Linked DNA regions of Mus musculus: regions 2, 3, 4, 5, 6 and 7 are each linked to region 1. A link is a contact called in public HiChIP or PLAC-seq and promoter capture Hi-C data. All regions are on one chromosome and are shown on one strand. Each heading gives the region's core, a stretch centred on a gene start, on an enhancer-like site or on the middle of the called end of the contact. The rest is flanking DNA. Distances are from core to core; before and after follow the strand shown. Region 1 holds the start of Snorc (secondary ossification center associated regulator of chondrocyte maturation). Region 2 holds the start of Alppl2 (alkaline phosphatase, placental-like 2). Region 3 holds the start of Dgkd (diacylglycerol kinase, delta). Region 4 overlaps Dgkd (diacylglycerol kinase, delta). Region 5 holds the start of Akp3 (alkaline phosphatase 3, intestine, not Mn requiring). Region 6 holds the start of Ecel1 (endothelin converting enzyme-like 1). Region 7 overlaps Dgkd (diacylglycerol kinase, delta).

Evidence for each region. Promoter capture Hi-C pulls out the DNA fragments that hold promoters and counts their contacts. HiChIP or PLAC-seq counts read pairs in DNA pulled down with a chosen protein or histone mark.
Region 2: a promoter capture Hi-C map of embryonic stem cells shows a contact between it and region 1, with 2.9 times the contacts expected there. The contact joins the promoter of Alppl2 here to the promoter of Snorc in region 1. A contact is called at or near these places in 4 of 39 promoter capture datasets (embryonic stem cells, liver and stem cell-derived epiblast-like cells).
Region 3: an H3K4me3 HiChIP or PLAC-seq map of pro-B cells shows a contact between it and region 1, with 6 times the contacts expected there. The contact joins the promoter of Dgkd here to the promoter of Snorc in region 1. A contact is called at or near these places in 10 of 39 promoter capture datasets (the 3T3-L1 cell line, cranial neural crest, embryonic stem cells and 5 more), 1 of 15 datasets of contacts at CTCF or cohesin (large pre-B cells), 6 of 115 datasets of contacts at active chromatin or transcription factors (SST interneurons, embryonic forebrain, embryonic hindbrain and 3 more) and 2 of 9 other capture datasets (adipose tissue and embryonic stem cells).
Region 4: a contact with region 1 is called in a promoter capture Hi-C map of liver, with 3 times the contacts expected there. The contact joins the enhancer-like site here to the promoter of Snorc in region 1. A contact is called at or near these places in 4 of 39 promoter capture datasets (cranial neural crest, hippocampal neurons, liver and 1 more) and 2 of 115 datasets of contacts at active chromatin or transcription factors (embryonic basal ganglia and embryonic stem cells).
Region 5: an H3K4me3 HiChIP or PLAC-seq map of embryonic stem cells shows a contact between it and region 1, with 5 times the contacts expected there. The contact joins the promoter of Akp3 here to the promoter of Snorc in region 1. A contact is called at or near these places in 6 of 39 promoter capture datasets (embryonic stem cells, hematopoietic stem and progenitor cells, liver and 2 more) and 1 of 115 datasets of contacts at active chromatin or transcription factors (embryonic stem cells).
Region 6: a contact with region 1 is called in a promoter capture Hi-C map of embryonic stem cells. The contact joins the promoter of Ecel1 here to the promoter of Snorc in region 1. A contact is called at or near these places in 10 of 39 promoter capture datasets (cranial neural crest, embryonic stem cells, hematopoietic stem and progenitor cells and 3 more), 1 of 115 datasets of contacts at active chromatin or transcription factors (embryonic stem cells) and 1 of 9 other capture datasets (embryonic stem cells).
Region 7: a contact with region 1 is called in a promoter capture Hi-C map of liver, with 6 times the contacts expected there. The contact joins the enhancer-like site here to the promoter of Snorc in region 1. A contact is called at or near these places in 13 of 39 promoter capture datasets (the 3T3-L1 cell line, 3T3-L1-derived adipocytes, the HPC-7 cell line and 8 more), 5 of 484 Hi-C or Micro-C datasets (the HPC-7 cell line, bone marrow-derived macrophages, cortical neurons and 2 more), 2 of 115 datasets of contacts at active chromatin or transcription factors (T-cell acute lymphoblastic leukemia and extraembryonic endoderm stem cells) and 1 of 9 other capture datasets (liver).

What each region holds. Positions count from the first base shown.
Region 1 is chr1:87,468,927-87,471,626 of GRCm38.p6, reverse strand. It overlaps Snorc (secondary ossification center associated regulator of chondrocyte maturation), which reads right to left and starts at 1,426. Exons shown (of 3, transcript NM_028473.2): 1 at 1,216-1,426. The coding sequence starts at 1,288.
Region 2 is chr1:87,088,628-87,091,327 of GRCm38.p6, reverse strand. Alppl2 (alkaline phosphatase, placental-like 2) reads left to right here and starts at 1,400. Exons shown (of 11, transcript NM_007433.3): 1 at 1,400-1,628; 2 at 1,717-1,833; 3 at 1,940-2,055; 4 at 2,204-2,378; 5 at 2,450-2,622. The coding sequence starts at 1,565. The region is part of intron 1 of Gm29371 (a long non-coding RNA gene); the gene reads right to left.
Region 3 is chr1:87,851,959-87,854,658 of GRCm38.p6, reverse strand. Dgkd (diacylglycerol kinase, delta) reads right to left here and starts at 1,372. Exons shown (of 30, transcript NM_177646.3): 1 at 1,203-1,372. The coding sequence starts at 1,358. It overlaps Gm19582 (predicted gene, 19582), which reads left to right and starts at 360. Exons shown (of 2, transcript NR_136921.1): 1 at 360-688; 2 at 801-1,312.
Region 4 is chr1:87,890,434-87,893,133 of GRCm38.p6, reverse strand. All of the region lies in intron 3 of Dgkd (diacylglycerol kinase, delta), which reads right to left. Among named protein-coding and RNA genes, the nearest start is that of Gm19582, 37 kb to the right of the region's middle. Within about 2 kb of position 1,418, at least 79 of the 459 cell types and tissues checked have an H3K27ac peak or open chromatin away from gene starts, as enhancers often do. A contact at or near this core is called in liver, where this site is marked.
Region 5 is chr1:87,123,535-87,126,234 of GRCm38.p6, reverse strand. Akp3 (alkaline phosphatase 3, intestine, not Mn requiring) reads right to left here and starts at 1,281. Exons shown (of 11, transcript NM_007432.3): 1 at 1,161-1,281; 2 at 961-1,077; 3 at 728-843; 4 at 434-608; 5 at 183-355. The coding sequence starts at 1,227.
Region 6 is chr1:87,154,788-87,157,487 of GRCm38.p6, reverse strand. Ecel1 (endothelin converting enzyme-like 1) reads left to right here and starts at 1,352. Exons shown (of 18, transcript NM_001277925.1): 1 at 1,352-1,468; 2 at 2,400-2,700. The coding sequence starts at 2,499. All of the region lies in intron 3 of Gm33292 (a long non-coding RNA gene), which reads right to left.
Region 7 is chr1:87,923,809-87,926,508 of GRCm38.p6, reverse strand. It overlaps Dgkd (diacylglycerol kinase, delta), which reads right to left. Exons shown (of 30, transcript NM_177646.3): 11 at 2,298-2,437; 12 at 1,945-2,029; 13 at 721-815; 14 at 537-636; 15 at 185-458. Among named protein-coding and RNA genes, the nearest start is that of Gm19582, 71 kb to the right of the region's middle. Within about 2 kb of position 1,403, at least 5 of the 459 cell types and tissues checked have an H3K27ac peak or open chromatin away from gene starts, as enhancers often do. A contact at or near this core is called in liver, where this site is marked.

The DNA.
Region 1 (2,700 bases), core at 177-2,676:
TGCCAGGCAACAGCCTCACTGTGGCAGGAAGCGGTGTGGGTCTCAGCTCCAAGTCCTAGGCAATAGAAAATGCCTCCTCCCACTGTAAGTCCTAACTCAGGGGTACTTCAGGCTACATTACCGAGCACAGCTCCCACTCCAGAAGCTGGGTGTGTCCCAACATATGAGAAGAGATGGTTCTCCCCAAAATCCATTCGGGCTTTGAACCCTGCTCACACTCTGAACACTGAGTGTTGACTGGACATTTGGCCATCCTCAGAGCCCTGCATTGAGCCCTGGTGAGGCCTTAGCATCCCACTATGAGGGAGGCAGCGTAGTGGGTGCCACCTTCTACAGATTAGGAAATGGCCAAGAGAGGTATGAGCCAGGCTGGGCAGAGTCAGGTCTTTAGCTATTTCCTGGGGTGTTGAGGGGAGGTAGAACGGCCCACAGACCACCGTCACCATCCTGGGGTGTGGCCGCGAGTTCCGAGGCTATGCTTCTACCACAGAGGTGACTTCTTTCCTTTGTAGACACACAGACACCCCTAAAGTTCAGGCAGCAATGTTGTAAGACAACCAGGGAACCCAGAGGCCTTTCTGCAGACTACTGAACAACTGCGCGAGATTTATTTTCTCATAATCAAAGCCTATCTGTGCCTATGTCCCTGCTCTGAAGCAGACCCAGAGCAGGCCTGCCATGCAGTGTTTTTTTCAGACCCCAGAGAGGCCACCTAGGGCTCAGTCCAGTTTCCTCACTATCCTGCAAAAGACTCTAAGAAATATTTATCTCTATGGGGACAGCACCTAGGTCGTAAGTCAGAAGGAAAGGGTTTGCAGAATTTAAAGGAATCATGAGTCTCTGGGTTTTCTGCCCAGAGGGTCTCTGGCCTTTAGCCCTTTGCCTTATGTCTGATGAGTCCTCCAGCCTCCCAGGTCCAGAAGTCTCCAGGTGTTCTAGCGGCAAAGTATTACCCCAAGAACATCAGACAGCCAAATGTACCAGACCCTGATACCCAAGTCTTTTTCAATGGCCACCCATCCTGCTGCTAACATACATCATCTTACTCGGTTTCTACCAGCCAGCATTGTGGGAGTCTCCCAGAATCACCACAGCTGGGAATCCCACCTTGTGTGAGGGGCTTGTACCCCATAGGTACTGGAGGATCTGGTCCCAGTGGTAGTTATTGGCCCTGAGAAGTTGGTAGCAGCAGAGCTGAGGGCCTGCGCCCCTTACCTGTGAGCACCGCAGGGGCCAGGACCCCAGAGATGAGCAGCAGCGCCACGCGCAGGGCCAGACAAGATGCCATCCTGGCAGGGAGTGAGCAGTCTTATGGGACACAGAGGACTAGGCGGCTGGGCTCAGGCAGCGGGAAAGAGGCTTCAAAGAGCTGGGAAGGGTTTTCATCAATGCAAACTCTGTCCTCCTGGGACACCGTGCCCGCCCCTCACACATGCACGCGCATGCACACACACACACACACACACACACACACACACACAGAGAGAGAGAGAGAGAGAGAGAGAGAGAGAGAGAGAGAGAGAGAGAGAGAGAGAGCGCACTCAGACAGACCTGCAGTCCTGAACTACCAAACAGCCCCACCCTGGAGAGGAGAGGAGAGGAGAGGAGAGGAGAGGAGAGGAGAGGAGAGGAGAGGAGAGGAGAGGAGAGGAGAGGAGAGGAGAGGAGAGGAGAGGAGAGGAGAGGAGAGGAGAGGAGAGGAGAGGAGAGGAGAGAAAAGGGGAGAGAAAGGGAGAGAAGGGGAGGGGAGGGGAGGGGAGGGGAGGGGAGAGAGAGGGTTCCTTTCCTCTCTCTCTGTCTCTGCCCTGCTCCCCTCCTCTTTCTCTTCTCTGTCTCTCTGTCTCTGTCTCTCTGTCTCACTCTCTCTGTCTCTCTCTCTCTCTCTCTCTCTCTCTCTCTCTCTCTCACACACACACACACACACACACACACATATTCCTGGACTAGTGAAAGTACAAACTTTCCCAGCCTCCCAAGACAGGAGCCTCACCCAGGCACAACAAATGCCTTGAGCCACTGTGCTCAGGACTCTGGGAGACCCTGCTCAGGACCCTTCCACTGGCCCTTACTAAAGCTAAGGTTGTGAGGCATTTTCTATTAAAGCCCCTTGGCCAGCCGCTCTAGGCCCCTTCCAGGAAGGTCTCAATGCACAAGTCCTTCTCCCTGGCTCCCTTGTTCTTGTAGGCACTCTCCACTAATCCAGAGACTCAGTTTCACCTTTAAGCCTGGGCTTGGCTCAGAGTTCAGCTCACTACCTTCCCAACAGGTCTGACCAAGCACATTGGCCTCCTCAGCCTCTGCCTACACCCACAGATGGACTTCAACACACGCGCGCACACACACACACACACACACACACACACACACACACACACACAGGTGTGCTCACCCTGCAAGTTCCCCAAGTCTCTTAAGCCCCTGAGGCTCTGCTACTTCATAGTTTTCCAAACAAAAAGGCAAATTCCCTAGCCAGTCTTCCCTCTGCTTTCCTGCTCTCTCCCTATGTTCCAGCTGCTGGCCCCAACAATAGGGCTCCTGCAGGATACTAGCGTGGCTCCTGCCCCAGGGCCTTTGCACTCTATCTTCTTCCCTAGAAAGTAGTAGCTACACTCATCATCATGTTTCTCCAGGTCTGAGCTTGGTCAGTCAGCCTGTGTCCTGTCGTTGGGTCACTTTAAGGTTCTTCACAGCACTTACATT
Region 2 (2,700 bases), core at 151-2,650, 380 kb after region 1:
TGTTTGGAAAAACCAAAAAAAAAAAAAAAAGGTAAATAAATAAAGTCTCTTTGTTGCCCTACCTGCTCTTGGAATCACTTTGTAGACTAGGCTGGCCTTGAACTCACAGAGATCCACCCACCCCTGCCTCCTAAGTGATCGAATTAAAGGAATGTGCCACAAAGTCTGGCTTGATGGATTAGGTTTTTGTTGTTTTTTTGTTTGTTTTGTTTGTTTTGTTTGTTTGTTTTTTGTTTTTTGTTTTTGTTTCTGTTTTTCAAGACAGGGTTTCTCTGTGTAGCCCTGGCTATCCTGGAACTCACTCTGTAGACCAGGCTGGCCTCGAACTCAGAAATTCGCCTGCCTCTGCTTCCCAAGTGCTGGGATTAAAGGCTGTTGTTTTGTTTTTATTGTTCTTGTTTTTGTTTGTTTTGAGTAGTGGGGTTTAAGACAGGGTTTTTCTGTGCAGGTTTGTGTAGCTGGAACTTACAGTGTAGACCAGATTGGCCTTGAACTCACAGAGATCTGCCTGTCTTTGCCCCTGGAGTGGCAGATTAAAGGTGTGCCCAGTTATTTGGTTGCTGTTGAATCAATATATTTTCTTTGTAGCACAGGCTACCCTTAAATTTTCCTGCCATGACTTAGAAGACCTGGCTTACAACCTTGGACCACCACACCTATGTGGATCACATTTCTCTGATCCACGCATCCATCAATGGGGACATGGTTTGACCCCACACTTCTTGGCCACTGTGAGCCTAGCTTACCCCCAGATTACAGGAAGGTTACACCCACAGAAGTGCTCGGAGTCTGTGCAGAGCACTCACGCTGGGATCCCTCCACCTGCCCAAGGGAATACGAGTCAACATCAAATAAGGGGAAAGCCTGCTTCTGAGCAAGACCCAGGCCTTGCCTGGTTTGGCTCAGGATTTTGGACTGCCCCCAGTCCAATTGCATTCAAACACTCAAAAGTAGCTGTGGTGCAAGTGTGGTTCTATAGGACCCATCAGCCCCATCTTTCCAATTCAACATTTCTCCTGGCCAATGCTCCTGGATACCATATCTGCCCTAGTCAGGGGAGAGGCAATTGGGGGCAAGACTAATTGGAACAAAAAGAGAAGGATGTCCATGGGAGGATCAGTGACCACTGCAGCATAAGATTAAGGCTCTTCCCTCAGACAGTAGCTGTCTCCAGCCTCCCACCTAATGTGGGGGAGATGCCTAGGACCCACCCTCAGCCACAGATTCAGGACGTTGGCCTGGACTTCCACACCTTGCCAACTTTTTACAGCCAGACAAGATTCAGTTCACAGGATAGGGTGGGGCCAGGGTAGTGCCTAAGGATTAGGGAGGGACTCTGAGCCTTTCCGGCAGGAACTAAGTCTTCGCCTATTTAAGAGGAACTCACAGAGATCTGCCTGTCTCTGCCCCTGGAGTGGCAGATTAAAGGTGTGCCCAGTTATTTGGTTGCTGTTGGAACTAAATCTTCGCCTATTTAAGAGGAACACATCAGGACCTCAGCTAGTGTTGTGGTATTGCAGCTTCTCCATCCGCCATCCTCACAGACCAGCACCCTGCCACAGCAATGTGGGGAGCCTGCTTGCTGCTGCTGGGCCTCAGCCTACAGGTGTGCCCGAGCGTCATCCCAGGTAACGAGGCTCCTCCAGGTGTTTGCTCGCTCGTCTTTGCGCTCCAGGGTCTTCAGTCTGACCCTGTCTCTGCTCTTTTCTTCGCCAGTGGAGGAGGAGAATCCAGCCTTCTGGAACCGAAAGGCAGCCGAGGCCCTGGATGCTGCCAAGAAGCTGAAGCCCATTCAGACATCAGCTAAGAACCTCGTTATCCTCATGGGAGATGGTGAGATCGTGAGGCCTGCCTATCCTGGGACTCTCCTACACCCGCCACCCGAGGAGGCCCCTGGTGGGCCTAAGGGGTTAGTCCTGATCATGTTCTGCTCCTTCAGGGATGGGGGTGTCTACAGTAACCGCTACCCGGATCCTAAAGGGGCAGCAGCAAGGCCATCTGGGACCTGAGACACAGCTAGCTATGGATCGCTTTCCACACATGGCTCTGTCCAAGGTGAGCTTGGAGACACTCGAGTCTCCACAGTGGGTGGCAAGAGCTGGTATATGGCAGGAAAGTGGTTCCCGGGAAGAATCCAGAATCCCAGGAAAAGACAAGCTCTAATGTCTACTAGTAGAGTTGAGCCGAGATTGTCTCTCCCTAGACATACAACACAGACAAGCAGATCCCGGACAGCGCAGGCACAGGTACAGCCTTTCTCTGCGGGGTCAAAACCAACATGAAGGTCATTGGCTTGAGTGCAGCTGCACGCTTCAACCAGTGCAACACGACATGGGGTAACGAGGTCGTCTCGGTGATGCACCGTGCTAAGAAAGCAGGTAGGTTGGGACAGGGTGGAAGGACCTGGGCAGACCCGGGGGTCCTGGGTGGCTCATGTGACTTTCTATAGGAAAGTCTGTGGGAGTGGTGACCACCACGTCGGTGCAGCATGCTTCTCCGGCCGGCACCTACGCGCACACTGTGAACCGTGGTTGGTACTCGGATGCACAAATGCCTGCCTCAGCGCTACAGGATGGCTGCAAAGACATCTCTACTCAGCTCATCTCCAACATGGACATTGATGTGAGCCCCAAGAGGGAGGGAGGAGGGCCGCATGGAGGTGTCACTCATCGCAGTATAGGCAGCCGGCAGCCTGGGCTC
Region 3 (2,700 bases), core at 123-2,622, 380 kb before region 1:
GAGACACCTCCTGACCAATAAAACTCTGGACTCAATGCAATTTCGGAGGAGTCCACCGTCCCCACCGCGATCCTGGCCTTCACTCACCATTCCCCTCAGTCAGAGAGTCTGATCTGCCTCACACCACTACCTATCTTAAGGACCAAGCACTAGGAAAGGGCATTTCCATTAGTATCAAGGCTCCTTAAACTTGTTCCTGGGGCTGTAATTGTTATAGCTAGAATAACACAGGTGTTAGGTCCCGTGTGCTGAATGACTTGGGTACCACATAACAAATGGACCACGTCAGCACCTAAATGGCACCCCAATCCCCAACCCCGGCAAGTAACAGAGGGTGGCAGATGATCAAGCAAGAAATGGTTTTTCCAGTAAAGGGTAACTAACTGGCCTCGGAGGAAAAGCGCACTGCAGCAGGATGAGCAAGCCCGTGCCAGCCGGAACTGCCAAGGCTGCCCCACGGTGGCAACCTGCTAGCCACCACCTGTCCAGCCACCTGCCTGAGGAAGCCCTTCCAACAAGGAGGGCTCACCTCGGCAAGAAACCATACGCAGTTTTCAAGAGGAACCAGAAAGGAAAAGCAAAGGGTGCAACTTTATTCTTAGGGAAAGACAACAAAAAGGCATGTGTCTCTCTGCACTGCAACCCGAGCGGCTGGAGTTCTCCACGGAGAGAGTTCTGAGCCCAGCGGGTGAGGAGTCCCGGCTTTCCCAAGGAGGGAGGAGGGTGAAAGGGAGGAAGAGAGGGAGGGAGAGAGGGAGAAGCGGCCACTACACGCGCATCCCTTCCCTTTCGGAACATAGGGGTGAGGACCCCGCAGCGGGCTGAGCAGTGGAGGGAGAGCCTGACGCAGGTGAGTACGGGAAGCTGCACCCGGTGCTCAGACCTACAGACCCCCCAGGCCTCGGGGAGCACGCGCCTGCGGCCCCCGCAGCGGTCCCCGCAGCGGCCCCAGCAGCACGCCGGGCCTCGGTCTCCTCAGCGGCGGCGCCCACCTGCGCCCAGTCCCCGCAGACCGGTCCCCGCGGCCCCGTCCTCGCGGCCCGGTCCCCGCGGTCCGTTAAGCCGCGGCGCGCTCGGCCCCGTAGCAGCGACCGCAGGACCTCGGGCCCGGCAGGGCCTGGGCGGCCGCTCGCACACGGTCACGGGCCTCGGCAGGGACCGCGGCGTGAGGGGCGCGCGCCCGGCCGACGCCGCGGGCTCACCTTCTGCCGGATCTGGCCCGACGTGGACACCTTACGGATAAGCTTCTGCGGGGAGCCCGGCTCAGCCTCGGGTTCACTGTCGGACGACTCCTCAGGCGGCGGCGGCGGAGGTGGCTGAGGAGGACCCGGCGGAGGGGCGCCCGCCGCCGCCGCCATGCTGCCCGGCCAGCGCGCGCGCCGCGGGGGGGCGGGGCGGGGCGGGGATGGGATGGGCCCAGCGCCTGGGGCGGAGCCTGGGCGGGGCGGGGCCTAGAGGCCGGCCGCCCCACCCCACCGCGCCCCCATAGGCAGTGGGCGCAGACGTAGGCTTGCCGGGCCCTTGCTGGGTTGTTTCGGCCTGACCCATCTCTTTCCTTCTGATGTCTTCTGTCGTTTTCTTCTTGGAACACAATTTCTAGTTTTTGTCTCTGAGTACACTGTTTTATCACTCATACCCGAGTGTAAGTGATCTCTAGGAGGCCGCTGGACTATGTTGGTGAAACAGTTTACAGAGTGCGTGAAAGTACACCCAGAGGGAGAACTTCTGTTAAGGCCACTGTTAAGGAAAGATGGAGAACCGGGGAACCGTGTTGTAGGCAGAGGCTAGATCTGTGCAAAGGCCCAGAGGCAAAAAGAAAAAAGAAAGGAAGGAAGGGATTTAGAGGGGCTTAGAGGGAGGAAAATGGGACTAGGACAGGAACTGGAGAGCTTTGGGATCGAGGCTCTGAGGACCAGATACGGGATTGGCCTTTTCTGCTGAGACCTGAGGGCAGCAAGAAACCCGGTTGGAGTTGGGGGAGTAAAGAGGTAGATAAGCTGAGCCTGGCTGGGTCACAAAGCGGAGGATCTATGAAGTATTAAGGCAAATAGGCACTCTGAATTACTGGCTGGGGCTGAGAGATAGAGAAGGGAACTGAGATTCAGAAGGGAGGGATGGGGTACTAGAGAGACATAGCAGAATGAACTCTGAGCCAAAGGAGGACCCTATGCAGTTAGAAAAGGAGTGGCTTCCGTTTGGAGTTTTGTTTTTTTGTTGTTTTGTTTTGTTTGGGCATATTGAGATGGAAAAGGACTTGGGGCCAACCAGGACAATGTGCTACCTTCCTGCTCTGCTCTGCTCTAAGAGGCAAGTCAGCAGAGGACCACCTTGGCTATCCCTTCACCCTTTCAGAGGCTGCTGCTGGAGACCCACCAATCAGCAAGCTTTGGGCCTCTGGACAACTGGACAACTCATTCTAGTGGCAATACAAGTCAGATACCACCAGGAACCACAGGAGGTTCCTAATCTGGCACAAAGATGAGGCCAGGATACTGACCTCCCAACCAGTACAGAGGATGACTTTTGTGAAAAAGATCTGAGATGCCTGGATGAACCAGGACACACTCCACCTATGCTGTAGCCACTGGCTACATACAAGTACTTATATTTAAATTCCTATTAACTAGTACCAGCCTAGGCTAAAGAATGACATTTAAGAAAAGAAAAGAGAAAAAGAAAAAGAAAAAGAACCAAGCTGGG
Region 4 (2,700 bases), core at 169-2,668, 420 kb before region 1:
AATCAAAGTGGGATCTAAAAATAAGTAATAGTGTTAGGTCATCTACAGCCAGTTGTATGAATTGGCATTGTCCTGGACAAATCAGTGTGCAGACTAAGGGTACAACAAACAAGCAATGTAGACTCAGTGTGATTAGATTTTTCCTGAATAGAGCAAGCCCTAAATGAAGTTCACTCCTCAGAAGGCAGCACAAGGCTGGCAGCGGGTTGTACCCATGCCCTACACCTGAGAAACAGGCCCAAAGAGCTGAGTGCAGGGCAGATACCAAGGCCCCATCTCCAAGGTCATGTCACTTCAGCTTTTTTGTTTGGATGAAGAAGTCAAAGAAAGTGCAGAGCAACCCCAACTCCTAATTATCTTCTGAATGTCGGACTGTCCTGATCCTCCCTTAATAATCTTTGCAGCCATGAACAATGAGCCCATAGAAAAGGCTGTGCCAACTTCTGTGAAGCAAAGTCCAGCAGGGCGGGGGTGGACTGGACCTAGCCCTGGGTGCAGCCCTAAACAAAGCACTTTTTACAGCAGGCTCTATGGAGGGCACCCTTACATCTCTCTGAGAGGTAGCACCCACAGCTTCTGCAGTCCTGTGTGAACATGGAGATTCACACAGTCATTGCCTTTTCTTCAGGTGGGAGATAACACACACTGAGTCAGTAAACAGCAATGACAGTAACAAGTTGTTTCAAGAAAATAAAGAGATCACACCACAGTACTCTAAAACACTAGGCACTCTGAGACGAACAGGTAGGATTTTTTTCCACATAATTTCCTAAAAAATGATAACATATTTCTAAGATCAGAGATACTCAGTCACACAATAGGTACATTTATCAAAGAGTGCTCAGTAAAACAACTATTTATTAATTTCATAGGCACTCTATGAAAGATTCAATCAGATCCAAGGCTTTTCCATCTGTCAAAAACCCCTTCATAAAACTATTAGTTTTGACTAGAGTCAAATGGCAGTCATTCTACTATCTGCTTTTGTTTTCTCTGCCATTTGTAAAGAAAGGCAAGTGAATATTAACAATAAACACACACATGTTCATTCACACACAATAATCCATAAACAGCTTAGATTGTGTCCATGGCAATTCTCCTGATAATCTAACCGCATAGCTCAGGCAAGAAGCAAGACCTCACACCCAAACTATATTCCAACCCACCTGGCTGCCAGGGAGACCAGTGTCTTCTCTGCCTCGAGTGACTATGAAGACTGGCCTAAGCCTGGCTTGTAGACCAGTTGTATCCAGGCATAGGCATTGCCTTCAACAAAGCCACACACTTGGTAAACACATGGCCACCAACCTGGCACAAGACCAGGCCCTCTTCCTGCTTCTGGATTTGGAAAGCACAGAATGAATTCTAACGCATGGAGTATGATTGGGGTAAAAGTCCCTCTGCATGGTTCTCACAGGCTCCTGCCACTGACCAAGGCCGGCCTTAACTGTGGGCCCATCCTGTGACAAGAGCAGGCTACCTCAGGCTTACCTGGTAGCATTTTTTAGGAAATTATGCAGAAAAAAAAACCTGTTTGTCTCAGAGTGCCTAGTATTTTAGAGTACAGTGGTGTGATCTCTTTATTTCCTTGGAACAGCAAACGCACAGTGTAAAGCTCCAGGTACCTGAGAAATGCCTGAAATCTCTGCTGAGAGATGGCCTGTGGGGCCATAGTCAGGTTCCCAATGAATCCCTAGCTAAGCACAAAAAGGGCCCCCTCCCAGTAGAGAGGCAGGGGCTCCTGACTGTAGGGAAACAACACTTAGCCCATAAAATTACTCCAAGGACCCTCAAACACAGCTCTGCCCACCCCAGGCCCAGGCCAACAGTCACAGGAACCAGGAAGTCTTTCCTAAGAAGAAATCTGCCAAGTATGGACAGTTTTCCTTTCTCCAAGCCAAAGTGATTGGCTAGGGATTTTGCCCAGGAAATATGAGAGATTTAAACAAGCTGAGAAGGAAAACTTATGTTGAAATCTGGATAAAGGTCACAGTTTCTCACAATGGCACATCTTTGATCACCCTCAGGCTGACATCTGCTGGGAACAGATGAGAAGTTCGGGGCCACCAGGAAACCACTACTCACCCACAAGCCTAAAAGCCAAACACACAACAGTACTGAACAAGTCTTCCAAGCCACCATAAAGCTCCTTTATTACTTAGCTAGCAATTAAAGAAAGGAATCTCCTAGGTACACTAACACAGCCCAGATTGGTCTCAAATTCATAATCATTCTGCCTCAAACTCAGGTACTAGCCTGTTCACCTCTTATCAAACTCAGGTACTAGCCTGTTCACCTCTTATCAAACTCAGGTACTAGCCTGTTCACCTCTTATCAAACTCAGGTACTAGCCTGTTCACCTCTTATTAAACATATTTTTTCTCCTGCCATTGCTGTGCAGATCTGACTCCAGATTCTTTAGGCTTTGTGCTGTTTGTGAATTATGCATATGTGTGAGGTGCATGCATCTGTGTATATGAGTAAAGACCAGAAAGGAGTCTGTGGTATATCTTTGACTATTACTCTTCAATATTATTTTTCAGACTGGTTCTCTCTTTCTCTCTGAACCTACAACTCATATTTTCTCAGCTAGGCTGAAAGCCAGCAAGCCTCAGAGATCCTCCTGTCTCCTCCTCCTCTGACCTGGGGTGAAATGCCAGCCCACTCCATGGGTTCTCAGATCCAAACTGATCTTCATTA
Region 5 (2,700 bases), core at 32-2,531, 350 kb after region 1:
TCACCAGGTATGTGGGAACTGAACTACCCGGCCCTCAAAGACCCCAGAAGATCCAGGGAGTTCAGTCTACAAGGTTGCCTGGGACCACCCCTTCCCCCCTTTCCCCCCTTCCTCCCCCTCCCTCCCCCTCCTTCTCCTCCTCTCCCTCCCCTTTCCCCTCTCCCTTACACTTTATTCCTTACATTAATGTCCATGTTGGAGATGAGTTGTGTAGCAATGTCCTTGCAACCTTCCCGCAGCGCAGAGGCAGGCATGTCAGCATCCCCATACCAATTGCGGTTCACTGTGTGAACATATGTGCCCGAGGGAGAGGCGTGCTGCACTCTGGTGGTGGTCACCACACCTACGGATTTTCCTGAAGACGGCAAAGGTCAGGGTGAGACATCCAGTCCCCTAGGCTTGCCCCCCATAGCTGAGCCTGGCTCCAACTCACCTGCTTTCTTGGCACGGTACATCACTGAGAAGACCTCATTGCCAAATGTGGTGTTGCACTGGTCGAATCTCGCGGCTGCGCTCACGCCGATGGTCTTGTAGTTGGTCTTGACCCCACACAGGTAGGCGGTGGCCGTGCTTGCACTGTCTGGAACCTGTCTGTCCACACTGTATGTCTGGGGACAGAGACACCCCCAACTGGGCTCAAAGCAGACATTTATTTCTTCACCCGAGCCTCTCTGCCTCCCTTGCCCTGGATCCCCATCAGTCATTTCAGATGTGGCTAAGAACTCACCTTGGACAGAGCCATATATGGGAAGCGGTCCATGGCTAGGGGTGTCTCAGGTCCTAGATGACCTTCCAACTGTCCCTTTAGGATCCTGGTGGCTGTCACTGTTGGTACCCCCATCCCTGAAGGAGCAGAACCTCGTCAGGACTGAACCCTGAGGCCTGTCCGTACCCACCAGTGGCCCTGGGTACTTGGAGTACAAGGGCCCCAGGGTGGCCAGGCCTCGCTCACACACTCACCGTCACCCAGGAAGATGATGAGGTTCTTAGCTGATGTCTGAATGGGCTGCAGCTTCTTGGCAGCATCCAGGGCCTCGGCTGCCTTCTTGTTCCAGAAGGCCGGGTTCTCCTCCTCCACTGGCCAAGGGAATAGCAGAGGAAGGGTCAGCATGAAGGGCCATGGGTGGGAATGGGGTGTTCATTGGAAGGAGCCTCATTACCTGGAATGACACTAAGGGACAGCTGTAGCCTGAGGCCCAGCAGCAGCAGCACCCAGGTGCCCTGCATGGCTGGGGCTGGTGGCGGGACAGCAGCAGACAAAGACACGAGACACCAGGGATCAACTAAAGCACAGAGTGCCTGGACTTAAATAGGGGGAGACTTTGTTCCTAACTGCACAACACCACGCCCCTCCCATGGATCAAAGTGGCCATCCTGGCCCCACCCCATCCCTGTGAACTGAACTGAACTCCTGCTTGTTAGAGAAAAATGGCAGGGTGTGTCTAACCCAGCCTGGGCTGGGGGTCCTGACGAGTAAGCTCTGTGTGAGCACTCGGTGTCCTCCCCGGGTAGGGAGGGGGGTTATGCAGTTTGCAGCACCCACTTCTTGCTCACAATGTCCTGTACATCACTCTTGCTCCTGAGAGCTGTGGGGGCCAATAGGCTCATTCTGGGCGCTGGAGGTAGGCCTGGAAGAACACAGCTTAGATGAGGGGCCTTTGTTTGGCTTGCTGATACCTGGAGCCAAAAGACAAAGGAAACAAGGCACACTGAATGTCCTGCTGTCTACTTGGCCCCCCATTAAGCTTGACCTGGGCAAGTACTTGGGATGCTTTCTCTTCGCTGTCTGTTTAAGATGGGGTTGCAGGCAGAGCTCTATCTTCTATGTTGAGACAAACATCGCACAGCAGCCTCCAACAAGAGCAACCATGTGCTGTGGCTTGAATATGGATGGAGCCTGTCCCTGAAGTGCACAAGTTGCAGGCTTGGTCCCTAGTGTGATGATGATGTTGGGAGGTGATGGAAGGGAGAGGTGACTAGGTCCTTTGAGGCTGTTTTCTTAGAAGGGGTTATGGTGTTTTTCATGAGATCCTACTTAGTCCCTACTAGAGGGGGTTATGATGACTGATCAAGACGGGCCTCTCCTTCATTTTTGGCTCCCTTAGGAGCGTTCTCTCTGTCTCCTCATGATGCTATTCACCATGTGATGTAGTGAAGAGGATCCTTAGGAGATTCAAGCACATATAAGAGCCAGGGCATTGGACTTCCAAACCCACTTAAAGAAACCTTCGTTTTAAATATAGCCCTCACCATCCTTTGCCATTGAAAATGAAATTATACCCTGAGTGTCCTAGGGTGGATAAATGGATCAACAAACAAGAAATGGGTGGTGGCGCACGCCTTAATCCCAGTACTTGGGAGGCAGAGACAGGCGGATTTCTGAGTTCGAGGCCAGCCTGGTCTACAAAGTGAGTTCCAGGACAGCCGGGGCTATACAGAGAAACCCTATCTCAAAAAACAAAAACAAATAAACAAGAAATGGTTCATATAAGTAACTGAATATCATTAGCCTGAAAACAGAAGGGAATCTGCCAAGTGTAATTATGAACTCAGGAGTTGGAGGCAGGAGGATTGGGCCAAGATAGCCATGGCCACACTGTGAGTTAAAAGCCAATACGACAAGCACTTCTCATCCCAACACTCAGGAGAAAGAGGCAGGAGGATCTCTATGGGTTTGAGACCACCCTTGTCTATGTATTA
Region 6 (2,700 bases), core at 103-2,602, 310 kb after region 1:
TGGAAAATTATCCTCCAGGAGATGGAATGTTGAGGGGAAAATGCAGATTAAAAGCACAAAGAGCCACTCTGCCACCGCCCTGCCCTCCCCTCCCCCCTCACGGAAACACGGCATTTTTGCGTAATTCCATCGCTCCTCAGTAGAATTAATTGGACCTGAGAAGAATGCATGGGGCAGGAGAGGACCTTAGGATGGTCAGAATGAAAGACAGTCCTGTGAGTGGGACTTAGAAATGGACAGACTGGACAGGCAGGAAAGTGGTAGAGGTGGCCACTAAAGGCTAGTGACTGGGTAGCTGACGATGAAGAACATCCGGAGGGGATGGCGACGGGATGGTGGTCGCTCTCCGCAGTCCCACCTCAACATGGGTTCTATCACATCGGTCTTCACCAATGTCTGAAACATTGCTTAGGCCAGGGCTGCAGGCTGGAGCCACAAGGTTGGGATTGCTGGGGCTGTGTGGTCCTTTGCTGGGGATACCAGAAGAGATGGGTAAGTCGAGGCAGAGAAAGCAGATTCCTGAAACAGTAGCAGTCCTTCAGAAAGCTCCCAGGTCTCTGTCACGTGTGGGCTTCACCTTGTGGGTACAGTGGAGAGGTAAAGATGATTCTGTCTCTTGGAAGGAGCGAGGTCCCCAACATTTAAAAAGCTAGTTCAGCCAACCGGAATGGGTGGAAGACTGGACAAACTCACCCTGTGTAGTCCCGTGAGGGAAGTGGAGCAAGATTCCTCCCTCTCCCCACCCTACCATCCTTTTCTAGGCCTTTCTATGTGGGTCTGGGACTTCCTGCCAATGATGTCAGGAAAACCTAAGGTTGAGGAGGCCACAGCCTCAGCCTCTACTTGCAACCTCCCCAGGAGAGCTAGGTAAAGGGTCTTGTACCAACCAGAACCCAGATGGGGCAAGCAGGAGTTAAAAGGACAAAGAAGTCTTGGTGCTGATGGCGCCTGGCAGAGTGCTGGTCCAGATACAGGCTCTTCACCTGCCCATTGGAGTCCTCCCTGGGCTGAGCTTCTGTGGGCTCGGCCCAGACTTCCCTCTGGCCTCCAGATCTCCAGCTTCAGTCCCTTTACCGCAGACTGGTAGGTGGCTCCAAGTGGCTCATCAGAAGGGACCGTGCTTCCTCCTCCCGGGACAGATCTGGACTCCGGAGTCCTGGAGCCAGAAGCTGGTGCATCACTCTCAGGAGCGTTATCTCCGCGGTCGCCATCCCCACCTCCGCACTGCTGGAGCTGACAGGTAGCCCAGAGGGAAGCAGAGAGAAGGAGGGGTGCAGGGGGCGGGAGAAGGAGGGTGGAGCCGCCGGCGCGCCCCCTCCTTCGGGGCTGGCGGGCGGCGCGGCGCGGCGGCAGAGGCGGCGGGCGCACGAAGAGAGCCGCAGCCAGCCCAGCTCCTCTCCGGCTGAGGCCGGGATTTGCTCCCGACCCCTCCCTCGGTCCTCGCCCGGCCCAGACGCGCACCTGCCGGGTAAGTGTCATTCGGGCCCGCCGCCTCCGAGGACATCATCACAGCCACCTCCGAGGCCACCGCGGCTGCCGAGCCGAGCTTCTCGGCTTTGTCTCTGTCCTCCCGGCTCTGGCTCCAGCTGCGGCTGCGGCTGCGACTCCAGGACTCGGCTCTCAAGCTCCGCTGACTGCGCCGCGCGACGCAAGAGATTGAGCTCAGGGCTGGCGCAGCAAAGGGGGTGAAACTTCTCCCAACTTTGGATTCTGGGGAGAACCTGTTGACGACAGGGATGGCCCGGGGCGTTGATGGGTGGCAAATGATGAAACCAGTCTCTGGTTTTCCATCTGGGCCGTCGGGGTTGGGGAGTCGGGTGGGGGAAAGATGGGGAATGGAGAGGGCTGCTGCTTGGGGAAGGGACTTGTGGGCTTTGGAGCCATTGAAGAGAAACAGCCAGAGGGTGGCTTGAGAGTGGTCCTGCAGACTTCCCCGAGGACGAAGTTTGGGTGTCTGGTCGCTTTTAGTTCGGAGAACTGAAGGAGGCTTCAGGGTCCGCAGAGAGGCGCCCCTGACCACACCTCCTTTCTCCGGCCTCTGCTTCCCCCTCCCCCACCTGGCTTGTCTGGAGAGGATGATGGGCAAGAAAGGCAAAGACAAGGGAAACAGGTTGTCAGTGAAGCCCCCACTTTGTGCCCGGTGCTCTTTGGTTTTGTGTCCGAGCATCCTTACTCTGTGGTGAGCTTGTGGAGACCTGGGTAGGCAGGTTAAAGGCTACTATTCCAGTAAGAGCTGCTGGCAACTGAACCCTTCTTTCTTGGTTGACGGAGTGAAGTGGGATCCTTGGTTGTGGATCACAGGTGGCCTCCATCTTCTTAAACTAACTCCCACCCTTTGTTTTCTGGGTCCCCTCACTTTCCAGGGCCTCTCTGAGCCTGCTAATGTTCCCTTCCTACAGCTGCGACCGAGGGCCATGTGGGCTCCGACCAGAAAGCCCGCAGACAGAAGCAGCCTATAATCGACCAAACAAGGGGTCTGCAGCCAAAGCCTCGGCACAATGGAGGCCCCGTATTCCATGACAGCGCACTACGACGAGTTCCAGGAAGTCAAGTATGTGAGCCGGTGTGGCACCGGGGGCGCTCGAGGGACCTCACTGCCTCCAGGCTTCCCGAGGGGCTCAGGGCGCAGTGCTAGCGGGTCCAGGTCTGGGCTGCCCCGCTGGAATCGACGCGAGGTGTGCCTGCTGTCGGGGTTGGTGT
Region 7 (2,700 bases), core at 154-2,653, 450 kb before region 1:
AGAGGGAGAGCACCGTGTCAAGTGTGGTCCTAGGGCAGTGAGAGGGTAGGTAGGAGAGAGTGAATGGTCGACAGGGTTTGGGAACTGTCATATGAAGATGGAGGTGGGGAAGTCCTTGGGTCTATAACTACATCCAGGGAATCTGGGAACTCCAGTGACACCTAGGGACTCAGAGACCCATTACCTTTTTCTGTGTGCTCTATAATCTGGCGAATTGCTTTCTTCAGGCTGTTGGCTCTCAGCATTAGCTGCTCCCGGGGCCGGAAGATCTGTGGCCGGGAGGGGCATGCCGAGCCCACCAAATGGTCCCCAGTAGAGCTACAGATGTTGCCTGATCCGTCCCCATCCTCAGCCTCCTCAGCAATGGTAGGAGGTGGGTTAGACAGAGAGGATGAAGCCTGAGACTCGTCATCCAAGGTCTTGAGGAGAGAGTCCAGTTTCTCTTTCAAGACAGAGCACTGGATTCAAGAAATAGCAGCATGAGAGCAAGCTCCTCTGCACCAGCTGCTCCACCTACCCTGTGCCTGGGAACCTACCTTCTTGGCCATGACCTCTGACTCCTGCGAGCTCTCTGTCGTCTTCTCATAGGCCTTGCCCACTCGAGCCACAAAGTCCTTCACTGTCTCACAGAGCACTCTGTAGGACAGAAGGCAGCTTGGCTGGGACCCTGCAGAGCAGCAGCGTGCCGCCTCTCTGAGTCCCCAGAGCCCCACTACTCACTTGGCTGATGAGATCACCACAGAATGCTGGTCCGAAGTTAAGATTTTAGAAAGATGAGCTGCGACTGAGTCTTCATAGAAGAGAATTTGCTGCACCTATAATCATACCAAAACAGGGGGCAGTTAGTCCCACAGTCTACTGTGAGCGCCATTAGTGTCTGACTTGGGAGTTTTCTTCGGCCCTTCTGGTCCATCCTCTCACAGAACAGACCATCTCTAAACACTATCAGGGCTGTCCACCGCTAAGGGAGCGAGGACAAAAGTGTCACCAACCTGTGGACAGACTAAATGATGAGTCAGAACTAAACAATCCCTATCAGAGCCCCCGACAGACTATGGCTCTTCAGGCAGGACAGTGAGAAAGCCTGAAAGCCCTGGCGTAAACCCCAGTCTACCTTCAGTAGTGCGCTCGCTCGTGGCCAGGCAGTGCAGAAGCTTCCTTTTGCCCTGACCAGGAACTCTGTCTCTCAGCTCCACCGTTCTCTGTCCACCCCATAGCAAGCAAACCTTCTCACAGGTCAAAGAGAAACTATCTGTGCCAGTCTCAGACATTTTCCTGGGTACTTTTCTCAGGCTCCACACAAATATTCTCAAAACAAAAGCACAGGCCACGCTCCACCTGTGAAGCCATAAAAAGTAGGCTTGGCTTGGCTTGCTGACTGCTACTGTCCTTGACCCCTTGGGCTTGTCAGACCAGTCACCTAGCAGGACCAACACTGCATGTGCCCAGCGGAGCAGTTAGGACATAAACACAAATCAGGATCTCAGAACTGAATCCCTGGAGTGGCCACTGCTCAGCACAGAGGACTGGAACTGGTGCTGAAGCGGTGTGTGCTAACTACAAGGGCAGCACAGATGTCAGAGAGAGACAGATGAGCATGGAGACTTCCGGAAGCAGACAGGAGGAGGCTGTATAGGAAGAACAGCAGACTGCATAAGTGCTGAGCATAAGATGTCACAAGGGGTTAGGCATCGGAAAGCACCTCCCAACAGTCATGAAGCCCTAGAGTTGAGCCTGCTCAGCCTCAATCTCAGCCCAAGGCTCTTCCTGCACTCCTTCAGAACCACAAAAGGGACAAGGATGTAGTAAAAAAGCTGAGTACATGACAATCACATGTGGGGCTTAAATAGCAGGTGGTGGACTGGGGGTCAGCTCAGTGCCAAGTGTGAGAATTGAAGTGCCATTCCCAGCACTACAAGAGAAAGAGCAAGCAAATGGTGGTACCTCTGAGTCCTCGCTGAAGTCCTCAGTGACAGTGGAGGAGGAGGCCTGCCGAGGGAGCTTGGTCTCATATGCCATGACACTCCACCTGCACAGGCCCAAAGTCAGCTCAGCTGCAGAATACCCACTAACACCCAGGGATCTGCAGGGCCCCATCCCCCAACCAACCCCTCACTGCTCCAATGTCATAGTCTGGTGCCTTTATCTTAGTTGTATTCTGACTGTTTGAGTTTTCTGGTTTTCTTGAGACTAGGGCTAGTCTTAGTCCTCACAAGTCTTAGAGTATGAAGCTTGGCCACAGAGGCCAATGCTTCTTGGTCCAGCTGCCATTCACACATCCTGGCTGCCCCACTCACCTGTCCAGCATCTTAGTGCTGGCCCTCTCCAGCTTTGCCAAGATCTGAGGAAGCTGTGTATCATCATCACAGGCAGAGCCCCAGCCAAGAACACGGGCCAGGTCGTTCCCTGTCCCCAGGGGCAGCACACCTAGCTGACACTGGTGGAAAACAGTGAGGAAAACATTCCTTAGACAGCAAGTCTAAGAACCATTCTCATGCAGTACACACTCTGTTGACACCATCAATAGCCACAATAAGTGTAGGAAGTCTGATTTGAAGTATGTGGCCTGTACCTTCTCAGTAGAGCCCACTAGAGGGGACAGATGGGCTTTGTGATCACCAGCAGATACCAGGATCCCCAGCCCTTCCTCACTTATTCAACATGTCTTGGCAATCAAACCTTGCTGGTTTCTATAACCCC